2 separate regions of the Zea mays genome follow, and region 2 is linked to region 1. Evidence: chromatin contacts called from public Hi-C data. All regions are on one chromosome and are shown on one strand. Each heading gives the region's core, a stretch centred on a gene start, on an enhancer-like site or on the middle of the called end of the contact. The rest is flanking DNA. Distances are from core to core; before and after follow the strand shown.

Region 1 (3,685 bases), core at 346-2,845:
GGAAAAAGCAATTGCAGAGCTTGGTTAACGCCATCATGCATAACTTCCGCATGCAGGGTGTTACCTTTTGAAACTGCATCTTTTTAAGTGCTTTCAAATTAAGTATCTCCTTTTGTCTTATGATCCTGTTGCTCAATGCTAGATTGATGAACCAGGATAGAACAATGACATATTCACATCATAATATAGCAATACCAATCTAAATCCGTTGTTATTTATCTAGAAGCATATACTATTATTGGCATTTGGCAACTTGATTAAAGATAATCCTTTTTGCCCACACTGCAACTCGGTCAATCCTACAGTGTTGTCCTTCTCCCGTGTAAATCAAGGTACCTAACGGAAGGAAACTGGAAATTGGTATTCATGTGTATCCAAACAGGGCAGCACAAACGAAACCAAGCTAAACAAGGTGCAAGATAAAATTTTCTATATGCCATATCAATTAAGTACATTACATTTAAAAGACTTATGCATAACGAAAACACCAAGCCCGGCATTATTAATCCAAGTCCACAATTCCGAAATTGGAAAGAAGGATCTTCAATTGCTGAACAAAATCAGAGCCTGTTGCGTACTCTGTTAGCATCCCTACTGCAAACCCAAACATGGCCCACCTGCAAGGTTTGTAGAAAGCTGATGAATTAGCGCATAGAGATGAGCTTCCTTAACCTACTCAAGAACGTGGTGAATCTTTGCATCTACCCATCGTGTATTTTTTTCAGCATGCCTATTGTGGACCCATATTTAGTTAGAACGAGTAGATTGAGTAGCGTGAAGGGGAGCATAATAGTCTGTGGTAACATCACAAGGTCTTGTTCCAGATGACTTGGAAAAATGTCATTTCCAACTGATTAATCAATCTCAAGCCCAATGTTTGATCGACTCATCGATTGATTGCTATTAAGGACCATGCTGTCTGAAATGCTCAGGCTAGATAAAAAACCTTCAAATAGTAGAAAGTACTACGAAAAATCTCATCACAAACCATACTGGACTACTTGAAAAGGCTTTGTAGTTCATGATTTCGATGCATCTTGCAGGGGGCCAAACCGCGAACGTACCTTCCGTTGGAAATCTCATTCTTGGGCACGAACCCAAAGAATGGGCCCTGGTCGGCCTCGTCCAGCTTCTTCTTCTTGAAGTAGTCTTGCAGGTCCTTGGCCACCTTCCTCTGGTACTCCAGCGTCACAGCCCCAGCCAGCGGCCTCTGCAGCGCTGCCGCGGGGGCTGTGGCCACAGCCGCCTTCGGCTGAGGAGACGGTGGTGTCGACTCCGACGACGTGGGTGGAGCAGCGGGCTTGGGAGGCTGCGACAGGGTGGGAGGAGTGGACAAAGCCGGCGTCTTTGGCGGTGGCGACAGCGGGGGCGCCGCGGGTCTCCGGATGGGGCCCTCCGCCTTGGAGCTCCTGACCACCGCGAAGGATCGGCATGCGCGGTGCGGGGGCGCCACCGAGACGGGCCCCACCTTCACCTTGATGGAAGGGATGGACGGGGCCAGAGACATTGCTGCGGCGCTTGAGCCTCGCAAGCGCTGCCTGGCTCTTGTGTTTCTTGGGAGGGGAGGGAGGGAGGGAGGGAAGGAAGGAACGCGTGGAGAAGGTTTGGACACACACACACACCCCTACGCTCTCGTTGTGGTTGTGGATAGGATTGTGGGGCCAGGAACTTGCTGTCTCCTAACGGTCAGTTTGTGAGGTTTGCAGGGACTCAACATGGGCGCAGCACAATCAGACATTCTGATGGGATTGTCCCTGTCGCATGGGCTGCTTGTAGTACCGCTTTTCTTTTACGGTTACTAGTTACTACTACATCAAAGCAACGATAGCTTGTAAAATTGAGTTTTCCTATACGATTATTCAGCTGGTATTGGTATGTCACACTTTGTCTTAGCAGGTTTTGGATGCTAAGATAGTAGGAACCTAGTGCTTATAGAAGACTTAGAGGGTGTTTGTTTGGGATTATAATCTGTCCAGATTATATAGTTAGTTCAAAATTTGTTAGATTATATAATCTGGTCAGATTATAATCTCACCAAGCAGACCCGGAGCACCGAGTTTTTTTTTAAAAAAAATTGGTTTATAAAAAATGAGATGAATCCAAACATACCATTTTATACTTAAGTTTTTAGAAACTGAATTTCCAGTTTCTAGGAAACCAATAATTTAGAAATCTAGAAGCTGATTTTCCCTAGCTAAAAATCAGTTTTTGCTAGACAAATTATGTACTACCTTTAGTTGGTTTGATGAATATTACGTTGATTCCCATTGCTCCCAGGACATAGGCCGTGATTCCCTTACGCATGATTTGAATGTTTAATTATGATTTGAAAATTTTAAATTAAAAAATATGAGTTCAAGCTATATTTAAAGTTAGCAACAAAAATGAAGGAAATAATTGAATCGATTAATTTTAAAATAAAGTAAGAATAAACTTGTATTTGTGTTTCGAAAAGCTAGAAGTTGTTTTCTAAGAAACTAGATCCTAAACATGCACACTCAGTTTTTTATATAAATAAACTAGAGATACTAGGAATAGAAACTAGTTTCTTAGAAATTGTGGTGCTTCCAAACAAGCCCTTATTATTCTTTTAGGTCTTGAATTTGGCATCCGCGAACTAATTTAAGCAATTGTAGGTTAAAAAACATCCCTCTTTATTTTCAGTTAGACTATATATAAATACAAGAAGATAAGAGGCGACATTAAATATATTCTTGAGGTTACTGAGAAGAGCTCAAAATGAGTCCAACTTGAAAATCAAGAAGATAAGGAGCGACAACGGAACGGAGTTCAAGAACACTCAAATACAAGGATTCTTAAGGAGGAGAGAATCAAGCATGAGTTTTCTTCTCCTTATACATCACAACAGAATGGTGTAATGGAAAGGAAGAATAGAACTCTAATCGATATGGCGAGGACCATGCTTAAAGAGTACAAGACATCAGATCAGTTTGGGCGGAAGCTATCAACACAGCTTGTCATGCCATCAACAGGTTCTATCTTCTTCGACTCCTCAAGAAGACACCATATGAACTTCTTACCGGTAACAAACCTAATTTATCATATTTTAGAGTCTTTGAGAGCAAATGTTATATTTTGGTAAAAAGGTATAAATTCTAAATTTCCTCCTGAAGTTGTAGAAGGTTTTTACTCGGTTATGATTCAAACACAAAGGTATATAGAGTCTTCAACAAATCATCTGGATGTGTTGAGATTGCTTGTGACGTTGTGTTTGATGAAACTAATGGCTCTCAATGGGAGCAAGTTGATCTTGATGAGATAGATGACGAGGAGGCTTCGTGCACTACACTAAGAAACATGTCCATTGGAGATGGGCGACCACAAAAGCAAGATCAACCATCCTCCACTTAGGCACAACCCCAAGCTAGGACGAGGAGCAAGAAGCTCAAGATGGTGGCAGTGATCAAGGGGGAGAGCAGGAAGCACAAGACAAGGAGGATGAAGATAATGTACCACCACTAACAACAAGCCAAGTGCCACACCTAAGGAGACATCAACAAGCGAGTAACCACTCGTTCTAGAATTGCAATTTTTTGTGAACATTACTCTTTTGTGTCTTTTGTTGAGCCTTTCAGGATTGAATATGCCTTGAAGGATCCAGAGTGGGTGATGGCCATGCAGGAAGAGTTCAACAACTTCAAAAGGATTGAAGTATAGAACCTAG
Region 2 (3,685 bases), core at 571-3,070, 280 kb before region 1:
CCAACTTCACGCATTCGATTCTTTGTGATAGTGACTTGAGCTCCATTTGAGTTGTGAACTCCGTGTGTTGTGTTTTGAGCTCAAGTTGTGACTTGTGTGCGTGATTGTGCTGTGATTTGAGTCTTGTGTGTGTTGCTCTCCCCTCCCTTACTTCTGTGCTTCTTTTGTGATCATCATTGTAAGGGCGAGAGGCTCCAAGTTGTGGAGATTCCTCGCAAACGGGAGAAATACTAAGAAAGGAAAAACTGTGGTATTCAAGTTGATCATCGGATCACTTGAAAGGGGTTGAGTGCAACCCTCGTCCATTGGGACGCCACAACGTGGAAGTAGGCAAGTGTTACTTGGCCGAACCACGGGATAAAATCGCGTGTCTCTTGTGTGCTTTCTCTTTGATTATCTGTGTTCACAAGAACTCGCTTCAAGCTACTTAGCCGTTCTAACTTTCATAACTAAGTTTTGTGGCTATTAGTGTTGAATTTTACAGGATCACCTATTCACCCCCCTCTAGGTGCTCTCAAGGGTATTACGCTCCGGTGGCCTGAACCACTCTAAACCTTTGTGCGTTCTTGTGTTCATCCCGAATCCACCTAGCAGGCAAAACGCTTAGGCCCCTTTCTCATCTTAGGATTTAGGGCGGGTGCGTTCCGCCACCCGGCCGGAGAATTTCCTCTCCGACAATATCCAAGTGTTCAAACCTATCAGTTTTCACCTTATCCAAAATGTTGCCCTTTCTAGCCTCTGTTTGAGCTATTTTGACTTTAACTCCTTCAATTTGCATAATGTGTTGAACTTTAACTCCTACACTCATAGACTTAGCAAACTAGTTAGTCCAATTGTTGTGTTGGATATTAATCACCAAAACAATAGAGACATGATTTAGTTGCCCATTTCTCTTTCAACTGCATAGAATCGTTGCATTCAACTTTGAGACCGCTTTTAGGATACACTTTTCCTTAAGATGATCATATTTTGCCCCTAACAACATCCAACGATTTACCCAAGACTGTATAAAACCCTTCTCGTGGTCCAGGTAATTGGTGGAGTGGACTTTCTAGCCATTTTGTATTTAAAAACCCTTCTCCACCTAATTATGCATAACAAACATTTAATACATAGAGTTTTGTAATTTCCTGATCTAAGCTTAAACTAGAACTAAAAAAATACTGAATATCTAAACAAATTTGATGGATACTCAAACAAAAGTAAAACATTTAGACTAAACCGAATAAAAAAGCAAAGGTTTAGCCTGACCCTAAGCCTAGTTTGGATACTTTAGTATTGAGCTCAATCCACATGTATTGAGGTGGATTGAGGTGTAACTTAAACTAGTTTATACCCTAATCCACCTCGATACACGTGGATTGAGGTTAATGTTAGAGTAACCAAACAAAGCCTAAAGCCTAGTTTGGATACTTTGGGATTGGAGTGTTTCGAAGGGATTGGAGAGGGTGCAAATCCCTAATAGATCAAATACTCTCTCAATACATTTTAATCCACTCCAATCTCATTTATTATTAAGTATATCCAAAGTAGGCCTAAGAAGTTACGGAGTGTAAAACAACAAAAAATTCTATATAGGTCCCTGCCACACCTATAGCTATAGATTTACGAAGACGGGATATAAAATTAAAATCCTAATCATTTTCCTTTATAAAAATAAAAAGGTTATGGGATAGAGATATATAATCATGGGTCTCACTGAGCCCAACGCCAAAGCCCACAGTCAAAACCCCCACATCTCTCCACTCCCCAAGAACAGGCCGAGTCACCCAGACCTAGCCACTCCCCAGCAGGCAAGCAACCTCGCCAAAACCCTACGCCGCTCAACTATGCTCATCCGGCGACCGCTCCAAACCCTCACCCTCCCCCTCCTCCGCCGCCACTTCTCCGCCGCCACCGTCGAGGCCTTTGTGTCCCCCGACCAAGCCACCGACCCGCTCTCCCCGCCGTACGACTACCTCCCGGGCCACCCGCGGCCAGACGCTAAGCACAATGAGGTGATCCTCGCCGTCCCGCGCGCCTCTTCGGGGCGCCACGTAGCCGCCAAGGAGCGCAAGGCCGGGCGGGTCCCCGCCATCGTGTTCGAGCAGGAGAACGGACAGGAGGGCGGCAACAAGCGCCTCATCTCCGTTCGGGCCAATCAGATCCGCAAGCTCGTCGACCACCTCGGCCGGTCCTTCTTCCTCTCCAGGCTGTTCAGTCTCCAGGTCTGGTCAGAACATGCCGGGCAGGGCGAACTCATCGAAAGCGTCCGCGTCCTACCCAGAAAGGTGTGTGACTTTTCTGTTGGATTTAATTGTTTTTTCCACAACAGATTTATAGTAATTGCTAATGTCTATTTGTCTGCGATGATGGCATAGGGGTTACTGCAATTTTTTAAAGCTTGCACAACTCAACTGAGGGACGCACAGGCATTATTGTGTAAGAGTGTGGTTAGTGGAGATAGGTGTTTTGGATGGAAAAAATATTTCTGTTACGGTTGTATAGTTGCTCCATTTCTTGGTGAAAGTTATGAAGACGGTGTTTGCTTGTTGAGAAATATGGAAATCAAGAAGATTTAGTGGTGGCTTTACAGCAGTAAACAAATAAAATTCGAATGGCAAAGCGGTCTAGGACTATATGTTTGGTTCCATAGGACTAAACTTTAGTCCCTTATAGTCTATTTTAGTCCCTAAATATGGGGACTAAAAGGAAATCAATCTGATTTCCTCTCCTCTTTTTAGTCCTATCTTTGGTAATTTTGAGACTAAAAAAGAGGGACTAAAGTTTAGTCTCATGGAACCAAACATGCCCTAAGTAGTTCGCTGACCATCAGTTGTTATGCTGGTTCAGAGGTATCTGAGCAAAAGTTCTGTTACATTAGGGCCCGTTTGGTTTCTTTAGTCCAGGGACTAAAAATATTCAAAACGTATTAAATGAATCGTAAGAGGACCAAAATACCCTTAGCATTCTCCTGCCATTAGTGCAACTGAAATAAAGGAGGGGTGAAAAGTGGAATTTATATGGTTTAGTCCCTTTTAGTCACTCCTTGAGAGACTAGAGACAAACAGTTTAGTCCCTGTTTTAGTTCCACCGTTTGGCAATTTAGGGACTAAATGAGACTAAAATGGAGGGACTAATCTTTAGTCCCTCAAACCAAATGGGGCCTTAGTTTATTGAACAAGATGACGACACCCCTTGGTTGAATGTTGTTCCTGTGGTTGTGTTTTTTTGGTTGAACTTTGATCTAGTTGTGGAAAACATGAAATTTACCAATAAACTAGGACAGTTACTTTAAGTGAGCTCACTGTTTGCACTCGTACTAGAACTGTCTGATCTGTGGAATCCATTATCAATTGGCAAATCTCCCATTAAGCAATTCCTTATGCAAATGGATTCATTTTTATCATATGAGCTGCAATTTCAGCTCTTTGTTCTTTGGGTAATCATTATTTGCTGATGATTTTGAGTTGTTTGATTGCCTACTGTCTTTATTGGCCTTACCGCCTTATGCATTATATAACTTTTTAAATGATTGCTCAAAAAAAAAACATGAATATGCTTTTTCTTTACCTTCTATACACACTTCCAGAATTGTGGTGTTGACTAATGTGGGATCTGTTGCGACATTCAGGTACACCTGCATGCAGGCACTGATGAACCGCTGAATATCACATTTATGAGAGCACCTTCTTCTGCACTTCTC

What was found. A called contact is a pair of places that touch in the nucleus more often than the background predicts.
Region 2: a contact with region 1 is called in a Hi-C map of ear, with 2.1 times the contacts expected there. The contact joins the promoter of LOC100274018 here to the promoter of LOC100285714 in region 1. A contact is called at or near these places in 2 of 25 Hi-C or Micro-C datasets (ear and leaf).

What each region holds. Positions count from the first base shown.
Region 1 is chr8:144,222,248-144,225,932 of Zm-B73-REFERENCE-NAM-5.0, reverse strand. It overlaps LOC100285714, which reads right to left and starts at 1,595. Exons shown (of 2, transcript NM_001158605.2): 1 at 1,065-1,595; 2 at 437-617. The coding sequence starts at 1,507. The coding sequence ends at 503.
Region 2 is chr8:144,504,422-144,508,106 of Zm-B73-REFERENCE-NAM-5.0, reverse strand. It overlaps LOC100274018 (Ribosomal protein L25/Gln-tRNA synthetase anti-codon-binding domain), which reads left to right and starts at 1,820. Exons shown (of 3, transcript NM_001148403.1): 1 at 1,820-2,270; 2 at 3,614-3,685. The coding sequence starts at 1,830.